Regions from separate parts of the Lactuca sativa genome. Here region 1 is linked to region 2. The links are chromatin contacts, called in public Hi-C maps. All regions are on one chromosome and are shown on one strand. Each heading gives the region's core, a stretch centred on a gene start, on an enhancer-like site or on the middle of the called end of the contact. The rest is flanking DNA. Distances are from core to core; before and after follow the strand shown.

What was found. Hi-C and Micro-C count contacts between places; a contact is called where the count stands out from the background.
Region 1: a contact with region 2 is called in a Hi-C map of leaf, with 5 times the contacts expected there. The contact joins the promoter of LOC111885117 here to the promoter of LOC111885112 in region 2. A contact is called at or near these places in 2 of 4 Hi-C or Micro-C datasets (leaf and seed).

The regions. Positions count from the first base shown.
Region 1 is chr3:128,734,060-128,740,452 of Lsat_Salinas_v11, reverse strand. It overlaps LOC111885117, which reads right to left and starts at 3,090. Exons shown (of 6, transcript XM_052769818.1): 1 at 2,811-3,090; 2 at 2,605-2,763; 3 at 1,744-2,547; 4 at 1,094-1,638; 5 at 935-1,000; 6 at 85-861. The coding sequence starts at 3,090. The coding sequence ends at 85.
Region 2 is chr3:128,440,458-128,447,263 of Lsat_Salinas_v11, reverse strand. LOC111885112 (leucine-rich repeat receptor-like serine/threonine-protein kinase BAM1) reads right to left here and starts at 3,728. Exons shown (of 2, transcript XM_023881400.3): 1 at 989-3,728; 2 at 1-178. The coding sequence starts at 3,575.

The DNA of each region.
Region 1 (6,393 bases), core at 1,841-4,340, 290 kb before region 2:
ATAATACATTCAATCATAATCATCACTAGAATAATATGTGTCTACAGGATCATCATCGTTTTCATCATTATCAATAATTTCATCTTATGAAGGGTATGTATCACTGTCTTCCTCATCATCATCAATAAAACCTTCATCATCCACAATAGGAGCATCACTTGATTCACCAACTTCATGTAAAGTTGCCCGCATTGGCAAATATCCTAAGTCGGCGACCAAGTTAGAATGAAATGATTGATCATCCACAACGGGGGCAACACATCTCTTAACAACCACATTTGATTCACCATCATTACCTACGTCGACAACCAAGTTATAATCAGATGATTGAGTGTCATGTAAAACATCTACATCATTAACAAGAATGAGACTTGGATGGTCCCAATGTTTTCGATGGTGAACGTCTTCCACAACTCTCCAATTATTGCCATTTCGAGAAGGATCTTGAAGATAAAACACTTGTTTCACTTGTGTGGCTAAAATGTATTGGTCACCATCGTACCATGTATTACCGACATACCATTCACGACTGATGTCAATAGCAACGATACCATTTTTCTCAACAAATCGTCTTTTCCCCGATGTATTAAACCATTTGCAACGAAATAGAACAACCGAGTAACCACTTAAATAGTTCAACTGGATAATCTCTGTAAATTGACCATAAAATGGTGTACCATCTTCTCCAAGTGTAAAAACACCACTGTTTTGAGTAGTACGTCGAAGCTCATGATCATATACTACAAATCTAACACCATGGACTATGCAAGCAGTGTAAGAATACGCGTTCAACGGACCATATGCCAATGCCTTTAATTCATTGGTACATTCAGGGGACGAATTTCTTTCTAGCTGATAGACCTAGAAAGATATAAGATTAATAACTTCTAATAATATTATACTTTAGATTTATATATGTATAAAATATATCTACCTTATCACTGAACCATGAAGAAAATTTCGCTTTTACATCTCTTCCCGGATTTTTAGATGTAATTCCCTGTATGTAGGAGAAAGGGTTCAAATTAATTTATCACAAAACCTAAAAAGAAAATATAAAAAATAAAAATACTTACGATATATAGCATTTAACTTCATCGCAGTTGTGTAGTACAAACCAATGCAATGCTTTTGAGGCCTCTTTAGAAAGAGAAATGATTTTCTTTTTCGACATCGGACGACATTGTAATGAAAACACAGAAAACCGACTCTTCGGAATGCCAACATCTGCATTTCTTTCGGGACGATTAAATTTGGTTTGTATACCATCAAGATACATGGAGCAGAATGTCAACGCTTCATCTGCAACATAACCTTCTGCTATTGAACCTTCAGGTCTTGCTTTGTTTCTTACATAAGCTTTTAACTTTTTCATGTATCTTTCAAAAGGATACATCCATCTCATATGTACAGGCCCTCCAAGAATATCTTCTTCAGGTAAATGTAGAACTACATGAACCATTATATCAAAAAATGTTGGAGGATATATCAACTCCAAATTGCATAAGATCTTTATCAATTCATTATGTGCTTTATACATGTCTTTCACATCCAATGTCTGTGCACAATTTTTTTTAAAGAATGTGTAAAGGTCAATGATTGTTGTTGAAACATTCGTAGGCAAACCAGCTCGAACCCCTATTGGTTAAAGTTGTTGCATGAGGATGTGATAATCATGAGACTTTAACCCAATTATATTTGAATCATTAGGAAGCACCTTGTTCTTAAAGTTTCATCCAAAACCATCGGGTAGTTTAACTCCTTTAATGAACTGACAGAAACATTCTCGATCAATTCGTTTGAAAGAGTAATCTGGATGTGGTTGCATGATCTTGTTGTTATTCTTTTGTAGCCATAAATTGTCTCGAATACCCCAATTTTCCAAATCTTCTCTTGCTTTTTGTGTGTCTTTTGAGTTTTCATTCTTCAACAAAGTACCCACAAAACTCTTAGACACATTTGTCTGCACGTGCATAACATCTAGATTGTGTTTTAGTTCTAAAGAAGACCAATAACTAATCTCAAAGAAGATACTCCTTTTGGTCCAGTTTAACTCTGACTCTGTACGCTTTCTTTTCACACCCCCACCATAACTAGGATGTTTCCCTGGAATACGATCCGGGAGACAGTCTAGTTGCTTTAATATTGCTGCATTACTGAATCGCCGGGGAGGCTTTCTCGACTCTTTTTTTCCATTAAACAACAAACTCTCCCTCCATTCGTGCTTGCTATGCAAGAATCTTCTATGACCAACATAAGCTATCTTGTTGGTTATACGACATGAAGGTGTGTCTTTATTGCAGGTAGAATAAGCTTTATAACCTTGACCACTCCATCCAGAAAAACTGCTATGAGCAGGATAATCGTTGATAGTCCATAATAGTGTTGCATGCATCGTAAATATAGTGTTGGTTGCTGCATCTCTCATTTGCACTCCTTCGTCCCACAACATTTTCAACTCGTCTACCAAAGGCCTCAAGAAAACATCAATGTCCTTCGCAGGTGATTTAGAGCCAGGAATTAGCAAAATCAACATGAAAGAAGACTCTTTCATACATAACCATGGTGGGGTATTGTATGTTGTCAATATTAGCGGCTACATACTATACGACTGATTCATGTTGCAAAATGGATTAAAGCCATCAGCAGCCAAACCCAAGCGAACGTTCCTAGGTTCATTGGCGAACTTAGGATAACGCTTATCAAATTCTTGCCATGCCTTCCCATCAACAGGATGATACATCTTACCATCATTTGACCGCCCTGTATGATGCCAAATCATGTCTTTTGCCGTGAATCTAGAACTATACCTTTGAGAAGCCTGGGAGTCAAAGGAAAATAACGCAACAATTTTTGTGCCACTTTCTTCCCCTTTGTGTTTTTGTCAACCGATATGCTCTCGTTACAAATAGGACAGTTCTGCATCGACTCGTTCTCCTTCCAAAACAAAGCACAATCATTAACACAAGCATGTATAGATTGATATCCTAACCCAATTTTTTCCAGCTTCTTCTTAGCTTCATAGTGTGAAGCTGGAATCGTATTTTCTTTTGGGAACGCAACTCTTAAAAACTCTAAAAGTTGGTCCATCGAACTGTCTGTCTATTTATTGATGGCTTTCATGTGCATCAGTTTTGCTACAAAGTTTAGGGAAGACATCCAGCTACAACCAGGGTATAACTTTGTATTGGCCTCTTTAAACAATGCATCAAATTCCGGGTCTAAACCAATTCCTTCTCCATCAATATTTCCTTCATAAGTATTTTCCTCTTCCATAACATCATCTATTGCATCAAACATTTCATTTGTTGTTGTTGTAGTATGGTTTTTAGGAAACCAAATGTTGTCTAAATCTGAAGAAGGATACTCCTCCCCGTGATGAATCCATATACGATATGATTGAAGAAATCCACGGTCATGTATGTGGGCATAAACTGTAGTCACAATTTGTCGATACATATTCGCACAATCTCTACACGGGCAACATGTTTTTCCTTCACCATCGACATGGTTCTTTGCAATCTCTATAAAGTTTGTAAGACCTTTTAAGAATTCTGGAGAGCTCCGATTTGGCAGTGTAATCCAACTCTTATCAATTGTCATAACTGTTTGATTATCAAGAATTAGATTGTATGTATTGTAAATATAAAGCTAATTTGTTTTTATTTAGGATTTCTTTTTCATATTCTTCATATTATACCATCTTACTTGTATTGCTTTATTATTTTTTATAGCATTCTACTTATACTTGTATTGCTTTATTTATTTTTTTATTTTTTTATCAAATTTATTATTGTTAATTCATATCCATTTTCTTTTTTAAAAAACATATTTTTGATATATAATTGATGAAATGAATTTGTCATTTGGATTCGTTTTAAACTTTTAATGACTAATATAGAGATATTATATTTTCTTTATGAAATATATTTTAATGCATTTTTTAGATTCTTATCAAACAGATTTGTAGAATATTTGTTGTGATACTTTTTTATTTTAAATTAAATTTCTGGTTTTTTAATATTGCCTCGTTATAAAAGCTTGTTGTTGTTGTTTTGGACTTTTCTATAAATCTAAATACTTATTTTGATCTTCAAGGTATTTTATTTTCTTCAGATCAAAACTCACCTTAAAAACTATTATTATTTTGAATTAATTAAAATAAATAATATAATAAATATCTTGGATCTTATATTAGAAGTGAGTACAATATTTTTTTTAATGTTTCACAAAACATGTAGTTTAAAAAATATGAATTAACATACTTTGTGTGTTTAATTCATGTTAAGTTATATATCATACTTTGATAAAACTAGCAGTTATAGCAAGAAATAGCATTGCACTTTGATAAACTATTGTAAATGAAGACTATTATTATTAATGTATCACTTTTACTTCTTCTCAAACAGTAAGGGATTATATCATCATCACATACCTGGTATTGTCCTTGAATTTGACTTTGACTTTGAATTTGACTAGTCCTTAGTCAGCTGTCCAACTCAGCTCAACAACTTCTCTTTCCTAGATGTCAAAAACATGATATGTTAAGTATCATGACTTATAAAGATTAGAGACCTAGTGTGTTAAGTATCATGTCTGATTATGAAGTATCAATTCCAACAATATATAAAGCATCATTTAGACATTTACAAGAACATCCAAACACCATAAGGATATTTCATATGCATAATGATGTATATGATAAAGCATAAAAAGAGTAGAGAAGAACAAAAGAAAGAAGAAAACTACCTGATATTTCCAAACACTGCAACTAGATTTGTTGTTGTTGTACCTGTTCAGACTGCCCTAATTGCTGCTTCCACTGCCCGAGATTCACCAAACACACTAATTAATGCATTGCATATGATATATATGCATTGCATATACATAAGCATAAACATATATAAACAAATCATTCTTTCTGAATTCTGACCCAAGCATTCCTCTCAAATCCATTATAGGCATTATGGGTCAACTTTCTTTATTCAAGTGGGACTTTTTTTTACAGGATTGCTTTTACTCAAGGGTAAATTAGACAATGCAAACCCCAAACACAAGGTATACTATCCAAAATTATAATTGGTCCTTGGTTTGATCTTTATGGTCTTAGTATCTTTCACGTGATCATTTTCTTTGAAGACTTCAAACCAAAATTACCAAAATACCAGCTGGTCATTATAACAAATTATTGATTATTCTAATCTGAGTTTTTTTTTGAAAAAAAAAAACAGAGCTGTAACCTTGGAGGTGCCACAGAGGACACCAAAAACTGCTAGGTAGCTCAAAACTTCTGGGGTAGAACCGGAAAATTCTTCTACTCAAAAGTTTCTGAACATCGGTCACCTCGTACTCCAACATCCAAGGTATCATATTCATATAATACTAATAAAAACATTTTGTTTTTGGCTTTCGAGTGTCATAGGGGTCTAATAGTCTTTTTTATCTTTTGTAAAATCACAGAAACAGCGTCCTGGCAGAGTGGCTGAACTTGAAACCCAGTTCTCTTATCTTCAAGAAGAACTTAAGAAAGCCAAGGATCAATTAAGTCAATCGGACGAAAGTAAGAAACGTGCCAACGAGCATGCTGACGTGGCCAAGAAAGAGCTTGCTGACATATTAGAAAAGCTTCAAGATTCACAACAACGAGGATACCACTTTACAAATTCGAAGTGCTTATGAGCTTGTGGAACAATCAAAATTTGAGTCATCTGAAAAAGTTCAAATACTGGAGGTAAATTTGGAGAAATCGAAAGCAAAATTGGAAGATTTGAAGGCAAAATTGATTGAAAAAGAAGAAAAACTGCAAAATGTATCAGAATAAAATAAGAACTTGAACGAGAAGCTTAAACTAACAACAGATGAAAATAAAAACACTGAAGATGACAATGTCGATGTTGTGGAATTAAAAAGATTGGAGGCTAATTTGGTACATCCAACACATCTTCTATTCCATCAGATCTGCACTTATTTCTTGACTTCACTTTACTGTCTATATTTCGAGTATTTATGTACATCCAACACATCAGATCTGTCCTTCAGGCTTCAACACATGAAACTAAGTTTCCATATTTAGTAAACCTGTCTTGCTTATCTTTACCATTTTTGATCTAAAAAACTAATGTATGTCGAACTTTAAGCATAAAACTACTACTAACATTTGTGGGTTATTCATTCTTGTCTACGATTGAAGGTCAAAATACTCTGACACTTGCACCATGATCAACTAAGAGATGTTTTCCATGTCTCTGAAAGAGTCAGAAAGCCTGTGAGTTTCTCTATAAGTTTCTTGTCTCCATATACACATCAAACCAATAGTTTCATTGGAAAACTAAGAAATGATTATATGTTCATTTCACAGGTTGCTATAGCTCGGCAATTCCATTTCAACAACAC
Region 2 (6,806 bases), core at 2,479-4,978:
TCCAAGATTTGCATAACACCTTCTTTGCTTCCATCTGTCATCTTTCTAACCCATTGCACAATATCAACACCATCTCCAAATTCCCCAACTGGTTTTCTTCCTGTTACAAGTTCTAAAAGAACCACACCAAAGCTATACACATCGCTCTTTTCATCAACCTTAAGCGTGTATGCATATTCTGAAACAAAATCACACAATTTTTATTATAAAAATCAGAAGCTTGGTCAAGATTTCAAAAACCCATGTCGAAAAGATAAAAATGTGAGACACCCATGTGAAAAAAATCAAAGCTTTGATACACATTTTCAAAACCCATGTCAAAAAATCAATAATCCTGATATACGAATACCCATGTGAAAAGAATCAAAGATAGGGTACCAATTTCGAAGACCCATGTCCAAAAATCAATAATTTGAGATACCCATTTGGAAAAAAATAAAGCTTTGGTCCCAATTTCCAGAACCCATGTCCAAAAAAATAATCTGAGTTACCCATATGGACAAAATCAAAGCTTTGGTCCCAATTTCCAAACCCCATGTCTCAAAATCAAGATTCTGAGATACCCATGTGAAAAAAATCAAAGCTTTGATCCCAAATTTGAAAACCCATGTCCAAAAATTAATAATTTGAAATACCCATATGAAAAAAAATCAAAGCTTTCATCCTAATTTCCAAAACCCATTTAAAAAAATCTAAGCTTTGATCCCAAATTTAAAAACCCATGTCCAAAAATTAATAATCTGAAATACCCATATGAAAAAAATCAAATCTTTGATCCTAATTTCCAAAACCCATTTGAAAAAATTAAAGCTTTGATACCAATTTCATAAACCCATATCCAAAAATCAACAATCTGACATACCCACATGACAAAAACCAAAGCTTTGATCCCAAATTCAAAAACCCATGTCAAAAAATCAATAATTTGAAATACCAATTTGAAAAAAAATCAAAGATTTAAGCTAGGATGATGAGATTCGTTTTATACCTGGGGCGATGTAGCCATAAGAACCAGCAATGGCAGACATACATTCTGAGGTGCCGGAATCCTGCAAGAACTTTGCAAGACCAAAATCGGCCACATGGGCTTCAAAATTGGAATCCAAAAGTATATTGTTTGATTTGACATCACGATGGAGGATTAATGGTGAGCAATCATGGTGGAGATAGCAAAGACCCTTTGCAGCTTCAATAGCGATTTTATATCTTGTGTCCCAAAGCAAATGTCCCCCTTTCTTCCCATGAAGCATTTCACCCAAACTCCCATTTGGCATATACTCATACACTAACAAATTAGTTTCATGGTTGGAGCAAAACCCTAATAATCTCACGATATGTCGATGTCTGATTCTTCCTAGGGTTTGAATCTCGGCATTGAATCCATGGTCGTGAGAAGAACCACGGCTCATGGCTGGCAATCTTTTCACTGCAACAAGCTCATTGTTGGGCATGGCGCCTTTGTAAACAATCCCGGCTCCTCCTTTTCCGATGATGTTATCTTCCTTTAAAGAATCGAGAACATCATCGCAAGTGAAATCCAGGCGTTGGAAAGCAGTAAGCTTCCATGATCGAGCTTTGCACGCTTTCTTGATAGATCGAGCTTTGATGATTGCTGCAATGGCGAAGGCGATGGAACAGAAGAGTAGGCCAAGAACGAGAAGAAGTTTTACAGAGGCGGAGAGTGATGTTTTTGAATGTGGTTGATGGGTGGCGTTTGCGATTCCTTCTTTACAAGGTCCTAAATATGGTCCACAGAGATCGGCGTTCCCCAAAAATGAAGTGTAATTGAAGTAACTGAACTGACCGGTGCCGGGGACAAGACCGGAGAGATTGTTGTAGGAGAAATCGACGGACGTTAAGCTTTGCATTGACGCAACGGATGTTGGAATGCTTCCGATTAGATGATTACGAGAGACGTTCAAGTAGTTTAGAATGTGCATGCCTGTGATTTCGGTTGGGATTTCGCCGGAGAGCTGGTTACGGCTGAGATCGACATATGTTAAAAGTTTACACTGGCTGATTTCAGGAGCGATTTCGCCGGATAAACTGTTGTGGCTGAAATCGATCTTGGATAGTTGCTGTAGTTTGCCTATTTCGCCGGGAATGTTGCCGGTAAACTTGTTACCATCGAGTAAAAGCTTCTGCACACCGGAAAATTGGCTAATGGTGGCCGGCAGTGGACCGGTTAAGCGATTGTTGGACAAACTGACCTGACCGAGATTCGCTGAAACAGAATCGGTCACCGGGAATTCACCGGAGAGAAGGTTGTTCTGAAGTTCAACCTGAGAGAGATGAGGCAAACTAAAAAGCCCTTTTGGAATTGAACCATTGAGGAAATTTTCTCCCATTCGGATTCGATTCAAAGATTGGCATTCACCAAGAGACTCAGGAATCGGACCAAATAAAAAGTTTCCCAAAGTGATTATCGTTTCGAGTTTGTTTCCATTGCATAGATTGGGAGGAAGTGAACCTGTTAATTTGTTGGAAGACAGATCAAGGATCTGTAGCTTTCCGTTCTTGCCGAGGCCTTGAGGAATACTTCCGGTGAAGTTGTTTTCCCAGAGCTGTAACACCTCCAACTCCGGCAGTTCCCCGATGAAATCAGGAATCGATCCGTGGAGTTTGTTTCGGAACAGATTTAGTAAGGTGAGATTGTTAAGGTCTGCAAAAGAGGGGGGGATTTCTCCGGAGAATATATTGTTCGACAAATCCATGGATTTCAAACTCTTTAAGCTTCCAAGCTCCTTCGTTAGAGATCCAGAGAGTCCGTTCACTTGCAAGAACAACGTGTCAAGGTTTTGAAGCTTCCCGATTTCCGGAGGAACTTCACCGGAGAGACCACAGTTGGCAGCGTCGAGGCGAATGAGGCTTGATAAATTACCGATTTCTGGAGGAATACCACCGGTGTAACCATTGTAGTACCCAAGGTAGAGCTGTTGGAGGTTTGTTAAGTTTCCGATTTCGGGAGGGATAGAGCCTGTGAGTTCGTTCCCAGAAACAGCCAAGTATTCAAGAAAAGGAAGCCGTCCGTACTCCGGCGGAATAACGCCAGAGAAGTAGTTTCCACCGAGATGGAGGTGTCGGAGGTTCGTCATTTCGGAGACGGCGAGTGGCAGGTCGCCGGTCATGTTGTTGTTGTAAAGGTCAAGCACTTGCAGAGACTTAAGCCCAGAAAGTTCCGGTGGGAATGTCTCATTAATAATATTATTGGAGAGATTGAGGAGGCGGAGGCCAGAAATGGAAGCGATCTCCGGTGGAATAGGGCCACCAATGTTGTTGGCGGCGATGGTGAAATTAACGAGGCTGCGGAGGTGACCAATGTCGGAAGAGAGAGTGCCGGTGAGATTGCGGCCGGAGATGTCGAGATCGATAACATGGCGTCTAGAATCGCAGGTGACACCGGACCAAGTACAGTGGCTGGTAGAAAGGTCCCAGGTGGAAAGGGAGGACTGTGGGTCGTCGGAGATGGCGGATTTGAGGGAAATGAGTGCTTGGTATTCCGGTAATCGGCCTGATTTGGCAGCGAATGAGTTGGGAATGCACTGTAACAGCAGTAGGAGGAAGAGGAACCTCATCTTGTGGTCAATTTCTCTCACACACACATACACACACTGGTTATTTCAGAGAAAGAGATGGGGAAGAAGAAGAAGAAGAAGGGTGGGTGAAGAATTAGGAAAGGAGTAGAAAGAGAGTGATATCATAGTGTGTGATCTGGAGGAAAATCGTTATAACTTTTATACTCATTTTTTTTCTAAATTAATGGGCTTGAATTATTTTGGGTTTTAAAACAAAAGTAATATAAATAAAGTTTTTTTTTTAATTCTTATTTTATATTTTTACAACTAATATGTAGAATAAAATCTAAATATGTAATATGCAACTTTACTACCGTATTTTGTTGTATTGGTATGTATTTCATGTACCTTGACGATTAGTTTAATACTTTAATCTATAAATTAAATTAGATGTTGTATATTTTTAAAAAACAAAATATAAGGAAACTTTTATTTATATTTTTGTAAACTTGTATAAAACCTATATTATATACCTAAATAGTTAATATAGTCATAATTAATCTATTTAAAATTAAGAATATTCTTTTAAAATTAGATTATAATTAAATTACTAAAATACTCATTTACAATTATTACTATGTCGATCTCCTTATTCAAGATATGGTTATTTACTATTCTTTACCTCTCATGTTATGCATAATCGATTAGCACAAATTTGTTATTACATTCTGAATAGATTAGTAAACATCATATTTTATCTCCTTAATTCGATTTAGGAGAAATGCAATTTTATCATCTAAAAAATTTATGTATGAAATGAATTTGTAATCGGTGGTTATGAAATTTGGATTTGCATCTAGAAACGGGTAAGTTCAATCGACCATAACTATATTATTGCTCGACATCTTAGAAGTAACTACCAATCTCGACAATAAATGTTGGTTGATGAATATGTATGGATTGATGGCAGCACCATGTTGGATTTTGAATTTGGGACCCAAATTATGTTCAATCAGTCGATATTATTGGGTAAGTTCATTAAGATATCGACCCTAACTCAATTATCGATCCGCTACATCTAGATCTATATCAATATTGTAACGTCCCATTTTCACAACCAATATTTTTTATTTTATTAAAGTAAAATTTCCCAATTATAAATTCATTATTAAGAAAACCGTTTATTCCAAAATACTTTTATTGAAAATCAGAATAGTATAAGAAACGTTGAATCCTCAATGATGTTGATAAGTAACTAGATGTGAAATAGCCACTCGAACAGATGATTCTACTCTAGAGCCACAACCAAAAAAGAAACATGCAAGAAATCCTAGATCAAGAGTTCTTAGGATATCTTACATGACTACATACAACCCTTATGGCAGTCTACTAGATGATTACCAATCTACTAGCACTTTAACCAACATACTTGTTGAATCATAAAAGTGACCCTCTTGAACTTCAGCTACCGTAGCCGTCAAGCACCCACAGTGAAGTTTCTTCATCAGCAACCGCAACCGCAGTCTCTTTACTAGATTACTTTATTTGTCTTTATTGTAATTCTCTCTATTGTCCGTTATGTCTTGCATGGCTACTCTTAGAGATGTAATCTAGTATACTTCACGAGTCTCTATAAATAGAGCTCATTCTCTTGTATTCAAATATCTATCTTATGCATCTAATTCTGAATTGCAATCTCTTAAGTTATCTTTTCTATCTCTCTTACTCACTCTTCTTACTCTCATAATCGACTACAATCACTCTTCAGAGCAAGTCTTTTGCGACTTAATCACTAAGTTTGATCTCACTTATTAACTTAGCTTGAATGCATTCCTTGTTATGAATCAGCTTAAGTGTATACTTAATATAACAATTGTTGTCATTTCCATTTCTTTACTTTTCCGCAACTAACTCTCTAACATCTAACTCTAAATACTACTGTTGAGCTTTTAGATCCTTCGAGATTAACTATTTCACAATATACTTGTTCTAACGTTTGTTCAAGTGTGTCTCAAAGTTTTTCTCTCAACAATTGGTATCAGAGTCATAGTAGTTGCTTTTTGAAAATCGGAACTCTGGTTTTTCAGAGAGCCTTCTATACCACTTAAGCTCATTTCTTAAACAAAAAAAACTTCAAAAAAAAATATGGCACAATCGTTATCTCTGAATGTTTCCAACAGTGTTGGTGGTTCTAATCGAGCCTCAATACTGGTTGCAAATGAATATCATCACTGGTTACAAAGAATGGAAACATACTTAAGGAGACTTGGTAGAGACGTATGGAGATCCGTTGAAGAAGGACCACATGTCCCTGTCCTTACACCAGTCCAAACTGACGGAGCTACAACCAGACTAGGAAGAGGTCAACCAGCTATGAACCGTCCCACCAAGGATGATCTCGATAAAATGGAAAATGATGTTGTTGCTTTTTATGAAATCTCCTGTGGAGTTGCTCCTGATAACTTCGATATCATCATAAATTGCAAATCAACAAAAGAGATATGGGATGTTCTCAAGAATCTGTACGAAGGCTCAGAACAAGCACAAGACAAGAAGCTTACAACTGCACTCAATGAGTTCAACAACTTCAAAGCTCATACTGGCGAAAGTTAGGAAGACTCCTTCAAAAGGTTCAACCTGATTATCACCAAGTTATCCAATGCGGGCACCATCCGCAGTAACCATGAAACAAATCTTCAGTTTCTTAATGATTTGGGAAGACATTGGACTACGGCTAAAATGATAGTCCAAGGCGATGGAAATATTCATTCCTTGTCACTCTATAAACTCTATGGAGAACTGCAAGCACAGGAATCCACCGTACTCAAAGACTGTGCTGACTTCAGAGGACCTCTTGCTCTCATAGCACAAACTCCACATAACCAATCTTACTATCCCCCGTATGACACTTCACTGCAGTCATACGAAGCTGATTCAGAGTATGATGATGATGAAGAATTTCAAAAGGTAATTGCACTCATTAGCAAACAATTCAACCGACTACTACCTCACTCTTTTCGCAAAAATCAACAATTCAACAAACAACCCTTCAATCGTAACTTCAACCCACAAAACAATCACTCACATTATCCTAAAAGTTCTCATCCACCACCGCAACCTCACAATTCTCAACCAAAGGAAGCACCACAGTCAACTCAAACCACTGACTTCGGTACTCCCTCAGAAGACAAGACTGATGTTGTAGTTTGCCACAAATGCAATAAAGAGAATCACTTTGCAAGAGATTGTAAGGCCAATGTAGTAAAATTCAGAGCATTCTACCTTAGAATG